2 separate regions of the Cydia pomonella genome follow, and region 2 is linked to region 1. The links are chromatin contacts, called in public Hi-C maps. All regions are on one chromosome and are shown on one strand. Each heading gives the region's core, a stretch centred on a gene start, on an enhancer-like site or on the middle of the called end of the contact. The rest is flanking DNA. Distances are from core to core; before and after follow the strand shown. Region 1 holds the start of LOC133520659 (glutamate-gated chloride channel). Region 2 holds the start of LOC133520666 (ELMO domain-containing protein 2).

Region 1 (3,597 bases), core at 792-3,291:
AATATGTCGAAATATTTTCAACTATGTTAATATCCAGAGAGGAAAATGAGGACTACGTTTGAATGTATGAAAAAGAGATTTCGCGCGGGTCCTCCACTTTCGTCTTAGAGGCGGTTAATTTCGAAAATAGCTACTCCAATGTAGTTAGGTAGTTTTTCTATCGTCTATATAGTGTCTGAATTAAGATAGTGTTAAAAAGGTGAGCTTAACTTTTAGGTACTTTAATTATTTATTTATTTTAAACTTTATTGCACATAAACATTGCATAGTACAAGAGACGGACTTAATGCCACTATAAGCATTATCTACTATTGTAAAATTCACACAAAATAGTTGGTAAAAATGTCTTTTTCAGGCTAAACGACTGTGGGGCCTACGCACGCTAGACGCTGATTCATACTTATTAATTAAAGTACTATTCCAGTAGGCATTTCAGACAAGTTTGCGTACAACGTAAAAATGTTAGTGTTAGCCCATTTATTTGACCTAGTTTCCTGTGGATACTATGTACCTACGTCATCCGTTTGGCTGGATCCCAAATTTGGAAAACCACTTTCAGTTAAGTTATGTAAGCTGTAAGACTTACACAAACATTTCATAAGAGATATATTTTACGGTTTATTTTAATTTAACCGCCTCAGTAAAACATTTTATTCAGGCACTTTATAAGTTTTGTTTGTCCGAAGATAGGAAAATAGCACACGGTACTAAATCTACGGCTAGGTACATTTCAGGCTACATTACTTTACGTTAGGTAATAAAAGTTATTGGTGCTTTTTATGCGATCGTATTTTAATAAAAAAAAAATTTTTTATACTTAGTTCAAAATAAGTTATGACACATAAAACTTTTCATTGTTGAAGGCAACTTATTTGAAGTTACTTCCAATTTCTTTTGTTAACAGTAAGCATATACTATAGACTACAGTTTCATTTTATTGGTAAACAATGAGCTAATAAAATTTACCTTTCGCCGCTCCCACCGCAGTCGGTATCGATTCCCCACCAGCGCTGCCACCGGCGGCTTCTACCACTCGCCAAATTAAACAAAACAAGCAAACTAAAACAAATGATAACCAATTAAACACAACACGTAACGATTACACTGTTTAAATTGCCGCACAATGCTTTTCCACTTTCCGCTTACAGTCAACTTTAACAACTTGAAAAACTTAAAAAAACAAAAGCCGCAAGCGAAATCCTGGGTGTACTGAAAATATGGGTGAGTTTCTTGAAATTTTCGCGTTGGTTCGGAAAAGCGCGCCGCGGGAAAGTTAAGTCGTTTTGCGCCCGTACAATCCGCGAGCGCGGACGGGACGAAAGTTTTCGGCGTAGCGTTTGAAGGCGAGTGTGCTTTGTTACGCAATTCACTGCGGTGCGAGCCGCCAGGGGGCAGCGCACCGATAGTGGCGCAGTGGCGGGCATGCGCCCTACGGCGCGCCGCCCGCCCGCCGCCATCGCTACCGTCATAAAACTTTTCACTCCTCACAAGTCAACATCCCTCAACGGGGACACTATTAGCGACAACTCTAGCTAAACATCCAAGCGCTATTCATACGACCTAGACGTACCGTCAGCACAACTCCGCGCCGCTTCAATTACTCTATAGAATAGTAACTAGACGGAAAGTCGATAACAAAGCGTCGCAACTCGCAGGTCAAGCTGTTAGACATCGCGTGTAACCGAGCTCCGAGTATAAAGCGAGCTAATCTTTCATAATTATGCAAATCAATTACCTATGTACACTTACCTAAATAAGTGCCTGATTTTGCATCACTTTGGAAGGATTTTGTCTTCATAATTTGTGACCATATAATTATTGACGGGTTTTATTAAGTATTATTAAAATTTAAAATTACATTCAGTAAGGTTCACGGAAGGCATAGGTACTTTTATTTGTGAGAACTAATTTATTTTATAAATATCATAATGTAAAAGGGTACCGACTAAATTTATATCAGGTATATATAGATATTTTGTCGATCCCATTCTACATAAGGTAAGTAGGTAGGCACTACGTTCAGAGTACCTACTACGCAAGCTATGCATAGATTGCTTTTATTATCAAGCGCTTAATTTGTAAGTTTCTTTTTGAACAAAATAAAGGTCTGTCTTTGTTATAAGTAGTGTTATTTTTTTCACGATTGCCACTCCATCTTGTGAGCCATATTAGTTGAAACAGGCTTTAAGCTTATTAACAGAAAGTATGCCATATTTTTCGACAGATGTCGCCTATAGCCAACAAAAGCAGGGAGGTGAAACTGTTCCTTTAAGGGACAGCATGATTCGTCCCTGAATCGCTGTCAAACTACGGTTTTGTAGGAATAGGAACCTTCTTTTCTGCACGGTAGTAGGTTTTCTGTACGGTACTTATTCTGTGGCAAAAGGAAGACCGCTGTTCGTTCAAGCTATGGAGTGTGGAATTAAAAGGAGTGAAATTTCTTATGTTAGAACTGTTGCAAGTGTCCAGCTGTCAGCTATAAATAATAGTTCCAAATCTCTCCAGAGTAGCGCTAGAGTAGCTAAAAACCTAGGCGTTATTGACGGAGTGAAGTGCGCTGTCTATGATTTGTTTTTTTTTTCAAGTATTCTAGGTATTGTAGGGCCACCTATTTAAGGTTTTCTCATGACACTTTTTGGTACATAGAGATTCCATTCCTTACCTCTACCTTCCATAGTTGAAGTAAAGAGAATTTGAAGTAGAGGTGGGTTGTCAAAGAAAAATTTGTAGCAACAGTAAATTTACTGCCATCTTTCGACAGATGATTATAAATTAATTTTTAACAAGCAGAAACGTCTGCGAACGATGCTATTAAGCTTAGAATAAATTAAAAGTGGAAAAATTACTGTCTTGGGTAAGACTTGGACTCCAGAGGCCGTGAGTTCATTTATAACTTTTGGAACCTTTGGAACTCCATTTGACTTTGATCCTTATTCTTTCACTGATATGTGTTAACATCAAAAAACCGGCCCAGAGCATGTCGGACCACGCTCAGTGTAGGGTTCCGTAGTTACTCTTCCGTCACAATAAGCTAAACTGGAGCTTAAAGTATAGTAAATTGTTAACCAAGGGATGAAACGGTACCTTTTACGCGAGTTAAACAAATGGGCAAATTTTCATAATCAGTCTAAAGTAAGTCTTTTTACTATGGGAGAAACTTTTTGCGATAACTCAAAAACAGCTAAACTGATCATGTCCGCTATAGTTTTCATTTAATGTCTTTCTTAAGCTCTACTTCCACGATTTTTTTTCTCTTTCGGAGCGATTATCTCCGAATATATTCACTTTATCAAAAAATGTTTGTTAAAGACCCCCATTAGTTTAGAAAGGCCTTTTCAACGATACCCCACACTGTAGGGTTGAAGCAAAAAATAAAAATTCACCCCTACTTTACGTGTAGGGGAGGTACCCTCAAAAAAATTAAATTTTTATATTTTAATGTACGACTTTGTCGGCTTTATTGATTTATATATCCATGCCGAATTTCAGCTTTCTAGCACTAACGACCACGGAGCAAAGCCTCGGACAGACAGACGGACATGGCGAAACTATAAGGGTTCCTAGTTGACTACGGAACCCTAAAAAGTGGCGCCATCT
Region 2 (3,597 bases), core at 698-3,197, 130 kb before region 1:
GGTTAATGCCCACAATTGCGAAGGTGTAGCCATATTTTGGATGATGTGAATGGCTTAGAACATGGCTTGCAGCTTGTGGATACTCTGAAGCAAAAAACAACAAGTTTTCCAATCCAAGCAAACCCATGCCACGGAAATCAGTCTTGGGATCATCACCCTGGAAAAAACAAATGTGATCACTTCCAAAATTACATTTAGTTTAGATCCATGCTCATGAACATTAGGAAGTCCTTAATCAATTTAAAACATACACAGGTTTTAACCTCTTGACCGCCAAAGACAGTCCAATATCAACCTTCATGCATACTGATAAGGTTCACGATTACGCGCTGCATATGATAGGCATGGCGTTCAAAAGGAATTGTATGTACACACAGTATCTACTGACCTGAAATCCTATGTACTGCCATTGCTTAGTCACTCTACTCTCTAGATCTTCATTGGGTACTAATAAACTCCAAAGTTTCAATAGTTTCTCTTCATGATCAGGGATTTTATAGTCATAGGGCATCTTACGCATTTCTTCTACCTCTTGAACTAACATTCTGTAACTCCAAATTTGTTCCAGGCATCGCCGAAATGATACAATGAACAAATCATGTAGTTTTGGATTAATTTTTTTGGCTCTGAGAATGATAGCCACGGATGGATTTAATATTTCGGGAAAGTTAGAAGGAACAAACCGTCGCTCATATACTACTGTATCTAAATATGAAACTACTTGTTTTACGTCTTCAGTGCGGGATAGCATCAGAGATCTTTCTACATTGCATGACCGTTCCGCTCCAGGTTTGTCGCCATAACATATTCTTTGTAACTCACATAGTCGTGTTGTTTTCCTCAGAAACCATTTAATGAAAGGTCTCAAATACCATTGTAGTACTGACCAAACATTGAAGAACACCATTTTAATAAATTATTCAATTATTATCTCTTCACTCTATACATTTTTACAGGTTGACGAAATTGTTGTCATGACGATTTCACATTTCATTGACATTGACACTTTGACAAGACTTTCCTGAACATAAAGTTGCCCTTTGTAAATTATTTGTCTATGGTTTTCCGAACCACCAAGTTATTTTAAGTTACTTATAACAGACAGGCGTACCGGACCGCGACCGGGGTCCGGTCAAAATATCTCTCTCTCGCTCTCACTCTTTCGCAGGTCTTACGCGGGCAGCTTTCTCTGTCACTCTTATTACGCTTTAATTTGAGTAAAAGAGAAAGGTGCCCGGAATTTGTGAACATCGGTGTTCGCGGTATGCCCTCTGTTGTTGACAGCCTTGGAGGATATACAGCTACCGATTTTTGTGGGGGAGAGGCACATCAAATGTATAGCCATCTCAAATAAAAGTCAGTTCATACAATAAATATGACCATTGGGCGAAGTTTTCTACAGAGAGATAAAGTGCCAATTACATCCGCACTTTATCAGGCCTGATATCAGACCCGATTACGGTCCAAAGATATAATATTGTTCCGTTTCACCAAATATCAGCACATTGTTTACAATATCTGACAGGTAAAGAAAATGTATTATAATTATGCAAAAATAACAAACATTGAACATTGGCAATCAAGAGACAAAGTATTTTGTAAGTACATTTCAAATATTGTTAATCTTCTTCTTTGCCTAGCATTTTCCCATGTCATTTGGGGTCGGCTCTCCTCGTCATTCTTCGCCAGGCGTATCTGTTCTAGGTCGTCGAGACATTTGTTTCAGCTTTCTTAAGGTCGTTGTTTATGACGGACATCCAGGTCGTAAGGGGTCTACCTCTGCCCGATCTTTTGGAGCCAACGTTGATGCTCAGGACTTGTCTAGTCATGTGATCTTCTGGCCTCCTCATGACATGGCCATACCACTTTAAGCGAGATTCGGAAAGCTTATCTTCTATGGGCCGGATCTTAAAGCTGCCGCGGATGTGCTCGTTTATAACCCTATCAAGTAGAGTGACACCTCCTGCCCACCTCAATATCTTCATTTCTGTTGTGTGCAGTTTTGTGGTACCTATGGACCTTCTTCAAAGGCCAACATTCAGCGCCGTAGGTGAGAGCCGGTCGGATTGCGGATTTGTACACCTTCCCCTTCACACGCACCGGCATTCTGCTGTCGCATAGCACACCCGATAGTTCCCGCCACATTTCAAATATTGTTAATGATATGCTGATATTCTGTGAAACGGAAAACGATTATCAGGCCAGAAATCTGATACTGTAACCCCTCGAAATCAGTCCCGATTTCCCACAGTAAGCTCAATAAGGCTTGTGTTGAGGGTACTTAGGCAACGATATATATAATATATAAATATTTATATACTTAAATACATAGAAAACACCCATGACTCAGGAACAAATATCCATGCTCATCACACAAATAAATGCCCTTACCAGGATTTGAACTCGGGACCATCATCAGCTTCGTAGGCAGGTCCCGGGTAGGTCGGTAGGGATAAAGTCGATGGTCCCGGGTTCAAATCCTGGTAAGGGCATTTATTCGTGTGATGAGCACGGATATTTATCCCTTTCCTCATTGGTGTTTTCTATGTATTTAAGTATTTATAAATATTTATATATTATATATATCGTTGTCGAAGTATCCTCAACACAAGCCTTATTGAGTTTACTGTGGGACTTAGTCAATTTGTGTAATAATAATGTGAATAGGTAAGCTTTTTACCCAATCTGTTATTTAACGAGGAAAACAAAAACGATGTAAATTGAATTTGTGTTTTATTTGATGAAAATTGTAATTCATAAATTTTACATTAAAAGTATTTACAATGCTACAGTTTTGGAGCCACATTACAAACACGATGGCCAGTCATCGCTTAGAAATTTTATTTACAAAGGCTCTATGCGTGTCAGTGATTATTGTACAATACAGTAATAAATTCGAACTACAAAATATTTACTGTAATTCGTGAGGATGCATTTATTTAACTTAAATTTAATAATATATGTAATGTAACCATAGACAAAGCACGCACAAAGTGAATATTGTCAGCGGGTTCTTAACAGTAAAGTAGATGGCGCTGTAAGCCGTCGTACATTTTGCGGTTTTTGTAACTAGGTTGTTAAGTATTAAGGTTGACAACCTGGTTGCCACAAAATGTGAATTATAGCGCCATCTACTTTAGCCATTAAACCAGAGGCCTAGCATTAGACCAAGATAAGTTGGCAGCGATTTTGACAACCTAGACAGTGAAAGTGTTATTTTAAACGTCATCAACTTCTATGAAATTATGATATTTTCTTATAACTCCCACAGGCTGTTACCTTGTGAGTCGTATGTCTTATTATTGTTTTGTCTATGACGTAGCTAACTAAAATTGTGTACATTATCAGCTATATAAATGACAAAAAAGACGCAGAGACGATGATTTTCAGGCTGTGGCATGAACCATTTGCCCTTACCTACATGTAGCGCAATCCACACTAGAACTACGAATATTTAAACAAAATATTAAATTTATAATGCACTTATAAATTTATGCTTACTTGATTTCTTATTACACGGTAGAAATAGCTAACCACTTTAGCAAAATGGTTGCTTTACACAAATATGATATTATATCTTTACATATTCGAAATAAA

Evidence for each region. A called contact is a pair of places that touch in the nucleus more often than the background predicts.
Region 2: a contact with region 1 is called in a Hi-C map of whole body, with 4 times the contacts expected there. The contact joins the promoter of LOC133520666 here to the promoter of LOC133520659 in region 1. A contact is called at or near these places in 2 of 2 Hi-C or Micro-C datasets (both in whole body).

Annotation. Positions count from the first base shown.
Region 1 is chr8:15,187,983-15,191,579 of ilCydPomo1, reverse strand. It overlaps LOC133520659 (glutamate-gated chloride channel), which reads right to left and starts at 2,041. Exons shown (of 17, transcript XM_061855215.1): 1 at 967-2,041.
Region 2 is chr8:15,316,527-15,320,123 of ilCydPomo1, reverse strand. It overlaps LOC133520666 (ELMO domain-containing protein 2), which reads right to left and starts at 1,947. Exons shown (of 2, transcript XM_061855257.1): 1 at 389-1,947; 2 at 1-157. The coding sequence starts at 907.